Regions from separate parts of the Zea mays genome. Here regions 1 and 2 are each linked to region 3. The links are chromatin contacts, called in public Hi-C maps. All regions are on one chromosome and are shown on one strand. The core of a region is the stretch at or near the end of the contact, and the rest is flanking DNA. Distances in the headings are between cores, read along the strand shown.

Region 1 (2,700 bases), core at 145-2,644, 320 kb after region 3:
AACTCAAAGAAGAATCAATTCGGATCACGACCAAGAACTACACTGTAAGGGGCGTACGCAGTGATCCAAAGAGTCTATCTCCTCAAACCAATCCCCAATAGCACCCATATCACAAGAACTCAAAGGTTCTTCACAAATTCACGAGAGAAGGAAAGGGAAGAACATGAGATCGTAACAACTCTAAATTTTAGCAAGGATGCAAAACTGAGATGTAGAAGTGACCAAAACCCGTGGGATGTAACGGTGATCCTTCCTCGGATTAAACTTTGCAAAGCAAGAGCACAGTCGACAATTACAAAATTGCGGATCCCTCGGCTCAACTGGTGAGAGGAAACTAGGAGTTCTAAACAAGTGCTCTAAACAAAATGACAATCAATAGATAGCTGTAACAACAGCCCTCCCCTCTATTTATAGAGGATTATTTCCATTTTCTAAACTACCCCTATTTACATAGAGCCTATCCACTCCACCGAGGGTGAAATTGAGCAACTCCTATGTTTTCGATCCGACGGCCACACGCTCCATACGAAGTTGCTTCGTCTTAACGCACCTTCACTGTGATGCCATGTGTCGCCACCGAGTTTTGAGGCCCAAACTCATCAAAACATGCTGTGTGGTTTTGAGGCCAAACCACAAAACCGTCATGAGTATCACACCGCGTGCGCGTTCCCACGACCTAGACATGTGTCCCGCCGGTCCTCGACCGTGTCGGCAACACGGCCCGCTCCACCACGTACTCGCGCGAGTGCGTGTGTTAGCCACCACAGTTTGTCATCCCGCTGCTCCGGTATGTCAGCCAAGACCCAACACTCGTCTTTCACCGCTTCTGGTCCAGGTCCATCAGCACAAGCCACATGACATTCATCTCAGTCGTCGACCACCGTCCATGTACTCCATTCCTGCACACCTTAAATCGACCAACATTGTTACAGTACATACATAATCGCATACTCGTTCAATCCACTGACTACCCTATAGTGTTACCCGTTGACAATCATTCATTATCAACCCGAACCATAAGGGACAAGTTAACCTTATATTCGCAGTCTCGGTTAGTTATTTCTAACTAACCGATTTAGAATCCAATTAAAATACATTAGAATAAGATACACACGTACTTCCATTTTCACCCCTACCGTAGCCACGCTTGTGCTGCCGCTCGGTGCTCCCAGCGACCCAGCCTCCCTTGCAGCCACGCCGCTCTGTGTGCCGCGCCGCCGCCTGGTTGCACTACCCCCGCATGCTGCGCTGCCACCAACACCTGGTATATGTGCCCCACGCCGCCAGTCTACCTGGTAGTTGTGCCCCTGCACGATCCCCAGTGGAAATCTCAATTGACATCTCACATCTCTAAGTGTGCCCTTGTCGATTCCCTTCCCTTCCTTGGCGGCCGCAAGCCCGCACGGCGATCCTGACAGACGGACGGTCGCCGGCGGCTTCTACTCATAAAGTTGCCCAACCGAGCCGCCGCAATGCTGACAGATGAGAAGCCGATTCCGGCCCATCTGCCGTGACCCCGACGCCGTCCACTCAAGCGCCTTCGCCTCCACGCTGCGGTGCCGCCGGAGCTGGACTCCGCTAGGCCGCCCGTCTCCATCCTCCAGCACAGCTGCACCGTGGCCGAGCTGACAGCGCCCCTGCCTTTCCCAGTGGGCCAGTGCCCGCCGCCGCTGCTTTGGTGTCCTGCATCTACTCCTGCTGCTCTGCCTCTGCATCTCTCGTGAGTCATTGGTGATTGTGAAATATGAATTTGTGATTCTGCGTATGAATGCCACGTAGAAGAGTTTCTGGTACCCTATACGAACCTGTGCTAGTGTTCTCAGGGATAGAAAGAAAAGTAGGAGCATTTGTTCTACCCGTATCTTGCAACTAAATTTTAGTTTTAGTAGAGACACGGGATGCAGCTCAGTTCCATGACATTTCTTGAAGGGTGTGGTGACATTACTACGACTGACCAGCGAATAGAATTCACCGAATTGGTACCATCAGTGCGATAATAATAAGAGAGTAAATAACTTTTGAAAAGCAGTTGGAAATCCCCTTATGGTTTGGGTCTCAAGAGTGACAAGAAACGGTGAGATTGTGAGTGGCTAAAAATGATGCACGTAGTAAAGCTAAAGCCCTAGTTAGGGTTTGTGATTTAAATTCTGCATATGGAGGCCGTGTTGGCGAGCGGTATATATTAGTGACCCTAATTAGGGTTTGTTGTGCATGGTCATTATTTACTCCTCTTGAAAGCCGCTGTTTACGAACGACGTTCTATAAACAGTCCACATATTAGTGAAGGTTTCGCCTGGCTGGTGCCTGTGGTTTTTCCCTTCGCATTGAAGGGTTTTCCACGTAAATCTGTGTGTCGTGCTCTGTGATTTGTTGGTTGATCTACTTCGTTTTTCCTGCCGTTTCTGCTAACAACTTGTACTGTAATCTTGTATTTACTTAAGAACTTCTATTATGTTTGAACAATTTATATTGTCATGGTTTCCACGTTTCGAACTTATTTGTTGAAATCAAGGAACTTATCAAACCTCACTTCCCCGTGTCTTGCCAAGAGGTACAAATCCACATCCTCTGTTTCTTTTCCTCCCCCTTTGGATTGAGATTTTCATTTGCGTGAGGCGCACAAATAGTAAGGTTTGGTAAGATGTGACGGTTGTGATCTCAATTGTTTCAGTCCAACATCTATTTCTGAAAAATATTGTA
Region 2 (2,752 bases), core at 28-2,527, 420 kb after region 3:
CCATATAAAGGTATTCTCCCGCATTGCATCCAAAACGAGTATCGAGTATAGGTTATTGTTGGAGATGCTACTAACACAACTCTACTAGCAAAACTACACAAGCTAGGTAACACAAATTTAAACAAAGCTACTAAGCAACACAAGCTTAATAGCACAAGAGAGCAAGTAATTTACTACACAAGTAAAAATTGCGAGAACAACACTAACCACTAGCTCAGATGTAAACAAGAATGAACAAGCTAGTGTTAGAGAGTTCCAAACCAACAAGATTACAAAAATTCTCGAAGAGTGATACAAATTGAACTAGATTGGGAAAATAAATAGGAACCGAGCACATCGTTTCTGTGAAGCAGCGACGATTCGGGCGAGTATGGCCTTCTGCCAACGAGTGATTAGGTCGGGCGAGCGTCGGGTGAAGATCGAGGAGCGAGGGCTACGTTGAAAGGATAAGGGGCAATACTATCTTTTGTCAAGTTACAGTTCATTTCAGTTATTCTAACTCCATTAAGAGCAACTCCTAGAGACTCTCTATATTCTCCCACCCTAACTGATATAAATATAGATTTATGTGAAAAAAAATACCTGGAAACATCTTATTTAAATGATTATCTAAATATAGCTATCTTCTATTTCGTGTTTCTTACTAGCCAAAGATAGAAAACGTGAATAGCTCTCTAGAGTGTAAAAAAGATATAGAAAAAACGTTGGAGGTTAAAAAATATAAAAAGTGGTATTTATATAAATAACTCTTCAAATAATAATTTAGAGAGTGGAATTTAGAAAGACTAGGAGATGCTCTAATAGACTAATTATTAGTTAATAAAGGTGCATCTGCCAATTAGCATTAGCTAACGCTTTAACTAGACGGTTTAGAATGTAGAATCCCTACACTACAACTAATTTTAGGATCCTACCTCCCGGCCTTTTTTACTGGCTGCCCTTGGCGGGTGACAGCACGCATCTGGGAGCACACGCGTGCCATTAGCAGGCAGTAAAAAGGTGAAGGAGAGGACGGTCGAATGTGCTGGAGGAGTCATCATGGATCATCACAGTGTCAAACTGTCAATGGCTGATGAGACGAATAAACAAAGCAAACAGGCGGCGATGACACGTGAAACCATGTCCGGCAGCTACCTGTTTCGAGCTTGGAGTCCCTTTCCAATTTTCAAATGAATGATTAGGAGTAAAAATAATTGTGGTTAGAGTGGTCATTACGCTGAGCTCCCCCTCCACCTCCATCGCCGTCTATAAATACACGCTCCGTCAATGCCACCTTCACTTCACCCCTCTCAATCTCGCTCATCACTCTCTCCCTCCTCACGTCGCCATTAGCGTACCTGCTCTCTCTGTTCTCCAGCTAGCTCATCAGGGGGAGGAACCAGCACCTGCCTTGCCATGTCGTCCTCCATGGTGTCCAAGAACGCGCCGCCGCCGGCCGGGTACGGCGACGGCGAAGGCAGCGTCGTCGAGGCCGCGCCGGTGACGAGCTGCCTGTACCTGCGCCCCGGGGCGGGGGCGCTGGACAGGGACGCCGTGCTGCGCCGCATCCGCCACCGGAGGCGCCACGACCGCCTCCACGACACGCTGCGCTCCATGGTGCAGGCGCCGCCGCGGTCCGCTGAGCCGGACGGCATGGACGGCACCGAACGGCACCTCCCGTGGCCGCTCGACGACGCCTTCTCGGCGCCGTAGCTTTTGTAATATAGAATTAGTCTCTTGTGCAGATTAAGCAAATGCACATGGAACATGATCCAGTTCGCCTCTTCTTGTGTAGACTGTCAAGAACAGATGCAAGTTAAATAATCTCGCCGATGTAGTGCTAGTGCAGTAGATGTATGTATGCAAGTTACTGCAAGGATGGAGCCATGGATATATGCAAGGATTGTTTTGGGAGCTAGCATTTCTGCATAATTGCTTACCTGCTTGTGCTTGGTGTCTTAATGTTTTTATGGATCATGCTCTAGCTAGTAATTAGACAAAGTATGTTTGTATTAAATGTTCCATTTGTGTTCTGGGTTCAGGCCTTTTTTTTATTTCCAAAATATCTTCATTCTGTGGGTGGATGGATACAATGATTGGATCATCAAATCATATACCACTAGACCCAGCTTCTTGTATGTTACTTCATCAGGTCTCAGCCATCCGATAAACTGGTGACGTGAAATGTCATGCCCACACGAGCAGTCTGTCTGATATACGGTACTCACCAAGAATATGATAATGAACAAGATAAAAGAGATAATTACGGTTCCAAAAACTCATGATTTTCAGCATTACTATTTTTCTTTAATGTGTCAACAAATGCCTCCTGTTGGATGCAAGTGGGTTACAAAAGTACACATCCTCCAAGAGGATTACATCCGTAGTGCCAACAAATTTCAACTTTTTATATAGAAACCTGTTACGTATCCCTGGCCTTTTGAGCTCTACATACAAAATCTAAACCGTCGACGTAAAAATGGGTCACGCTAAAAGAATGGTGCTGAATCTGTGTATCGCAAAAATTATGAGACTGCTGTTCAACTCATACTGTATGGTTACTGGAATCCAGTAGCCTGTCTCCTTCGGAAGGCATGTCGGATGACATCTCCATGTTCTGTTTGGCTGTCATCTTGTTCCACTCGTTCTCGACCCGGAAGAACACCCACTGCCACCGTCTCAGTATCTCCAGAGCTGCTATGGTGAACACTGTCAGGTAGTTGTGCCGGAGATGCGCCGAGAGCTTGTACGTCCATGTGCATCGCAGGACCAA
Region 3 (2,769 bases), core at 48-2,547:
GCAACAACAAAATTGCAAGTCAAAACTAGTATTGATGCTGGTGGCTTCCAAACTTACATTCTTTTAATGATGACAGCACGAACCGGAGAGGTACCCTGGTCCATGTTATCCAGCTGAAGCATTTCAAGATCCTCCGGCAGAATCTGTTGCTGAACAGGAAAACTGCTCGGTGTGTAGGCCATAACTTTCCCTTGCAGGGTTTGAGTCATCATGCTTGTAACATTCACCTGAAACGCAGAGATTTTCCAAGTCATCAAGAGCTCGATAAGCAGCTGCAAGCACATGATAGTCATACCACTAACGCAAAGCATAGAAGCACACATGAAGCTGTACTAGATATAGAATGCATAGTCATTGGAATGCGGAAGTACGACAAATCACAAGATCAGTAGATTGCTAGTGCAAAGCAAAGCAGCACAAAAAATCAGTACTAGGAACAGAAAGTAATGTGACTAAAAAGGTAAACAACTTTTACACTGAAGACGAGCATAAAGACCGACCGTTTCCTGAGCACGCTGGCACTAAAAATATCCCAAAATTTGGAGTAGCAGAATGTGGAACGCACCAGTAACCGATGACCACATTGATTCCTTTAGTCTTATACGGCTCAGGTGCTAGACATTGTCACCAGATTGGCCAACCAGGAAGCCGCAAGCGTAACGGCACCGCTACTAACAAAGCGATAACATAAGGATTGCATGCAGCATTCATCACTAAACCCCAATTCTACTGCTACAGACATCATTTGTTTTGTTTTTCCTTTTTTCTGTTCATCAAAGGTTGTCAGAAAATATAATACAATTGATTAACAAGCACACCACAGGGTCAGACGAACCACGCAGGGCGAGAGCACAAGGCGAACGTCGCCTACGACGCCCAAAATCTGAAGAAACCAAGAAAACCCTAACCCTAGGGGATCCGTACGCCGCCTCCAGCAAGTGCCACCAGATCGGATCTGATCGAGCCCTACGTGGGACGGGGAGGGGGAGGGCGAGGGGCGGGGGCGTTACCTAAATTTCCCCTGCGCGATACAGCCGCATGGGACGTCTTCTCCGGGGCCGGCCAGCGGGGGCTCCGGGCGCTCCGGCCTTGCCGGCAGCGGGGCTAGGGGCTAGGGCTAGGGTTTGGGCGGCTGCGGGGAACGGGAAGGAGGCGATCAGAAGGAAGGGGAGGATGGAGAGGGAAAGGGTAAATAAGTCAAGGCCATGGGGGCCACTCGGCGGGTCCAGCTCGCATGTGGATTGGATCCCCAGACGGACCGATTTTGAGACTGTCTTCAACAATCTCCTGCTATGAGTCTATGGCCCTGTTTGGCACAGCTTATTTTCAGCTTCTTCACAAATTTAAGCTGAAGTCCTGCCAAATAGACAGCTTCTTCAGCAGCTTATCAGTTCAGCTGCTTCTCAAAATGAACTAAAAGCAGCCAACAAGCAGAAGCTGCTTTTTACCAGCTTATCAGATAAGCTGCTTTTTCAACAAACAGCAGCTGTCCCAAACAGGGCCTATGACTACTTTAACATCTCTCTTCACCTCCACAGCCCCTTTAAATCCCACAATAATATTCAAATATACATTTTCCTATGACTACCTCAACAACCATTCCTTTTATTTCAACTAGGTAAATACATGTGCGTTGCAACGGGAAAAATAGTGCAACAATAACATTTGTATAGCCATGTGTTGTGGTGTTAATTAAAATTAAGCGGTCTTTAAAACTTTGTAGAGGCAATTGATTGTAACCATGAAGGGTAGGAATTGTTGATGTTCTTGATCCTAATCGCGCTTCAGACTTACTTGTCGGGTTCATCTGTAAAGTCAAAATTATAGACCAAAATCAGGCGAAAAGACCCGTTGAATGAAAATTTCATTTTCCCACTAAACTGCATATTTGTCCTGACCTTTAACTATCCATTGTTTTAATCTTTATATGAGGATAGTCATGCAAAGTTTGTCTATTAAAAAATCCATTGCTATAATAACAATACCTTTTTTTGCTACGTCAACATTCTTGTCCATCAATCCTTCAATTCAGTGTTGTATCTTGATGTCAGGACAATAAGAACAATCTTCGCTGCACCCAGTAGTCTTGATCGAAAGAAGACTGTACTGCTGCACTTATTCTAAATTTGTGGACATTTCTTTAAACCTGAACCTGAAAAACATAACTGATCATTATTGAGAACAAATGGCATATCATATTTATTGCTACCCTATTATTTGAGCATAATGTCATAGCCACATGGATGCAGCTCATGAGTTGAGGCGGCTCGCGAGCCGACTTCGAGGCGAGACAAACCTTCTCCTTCAGCTTGTTGAGTGGCCGAGCCAAGCCGAGCTCGGTCAATTAGCCGATAATTTAGTGCATGCATCGATGCACTCCTTAAGCATGTGCTCAAGTTTGAGCATTTCTTCAAATCGTCTTGTGTATGTGCATTATTAGGAAAATAGATTAAGCTTGACAAATACCTTATGTAGAGATCTAGACGATATACGAGAGTTTCTGCAAATTATGTATAAAACCAATAATTGAAATGTGTTGCAATGTTATGAGTATAATCATTAAGCTAAGGTGCCAACAACTATTGTATAATTACTATTTTGCCAACACCACTCCCAACAGGCTAGCTAACATGTGGGGATTTTTTTCTTTAATCAATCAGCAAAGTACTGAAGAACAAAGCAGAAAAAAAGAAATCTAGAATAGATGTTAAAATAAAGAAATGATAACAAATCAAAGAAACATACTAGAACGGGGTGTGCTTCAACCGG

Evidence for each region. A called contact is a pair of places that touch in the nucleus more often than the background predicts.
Region 1: a Hi-C map of ear shows a contact between it and region 3, with 2.4 times the contacts expected there. The contact joins the promoter of LOC100381451 here to the promoter of LOC103650456 in region 3. A contact is called at or near these places in 3 of 25 Hi-C or Micro-C datasets (bundle sheath, ear and tassel) and 1 of 3 datasets of contacts at active chromatin or transcription factors (leaf).
Region 2: a contact with region 3 is called in a Hi-C map of ear, with 2.6 times the contacts expected there. The contact joins the promoter of LOC100274980 here to the promoter of LOC103650456 in region 3. A contact is called at or near these places in 2 of 25 Hi-C or Micro-C datasets (ear and tassel).

The regions. Positions count from the first base shown.
Region 1 is chr3:116,216,582-116,219,281 of Zm-B73-REFERENCE-NAM-5.0, forward strand. LOC100381451 (Putative pentatricopeptide repeat-containing protein) reads left to right here and starts at 1,395. Exons shown (of 3, transcript NM_001322812.2): 1 at 1,395-1,720.
Region 2 is chr3:116,317,859-116,320,610 of Zm-B73-REFERENCE-NAM-5.0, forward strand. It overlaps LOC100274980, which reads left to right and starts at 1,278. Exons shown (of 1, transcript NM_001149211.1): 1 at 1,278-1,893. The coding sequence starts at 1,396. The coding sequence ends at 1,692. LOC100284958 (EXS, C-terminal) reads right to left here. Exons shown (of 13, transcript NM_001157853.2): 13 at 2,249-2,752. The coding sequence ends at 2,525.
Region 3 is chr3:115,897,077-115,899,845 of Zm-B73-REFERENCE-NAM-5.0, forward strand. It overlaps LOC103650456 (probable histone acetyltransferase HAC-like 3), which reads right to left and starts at 1,298. Exons shown (of 17, transcript XM_008676047.3): 1 at 1,011-1,298; 2 at 58-227. The coding sequence starts at 212.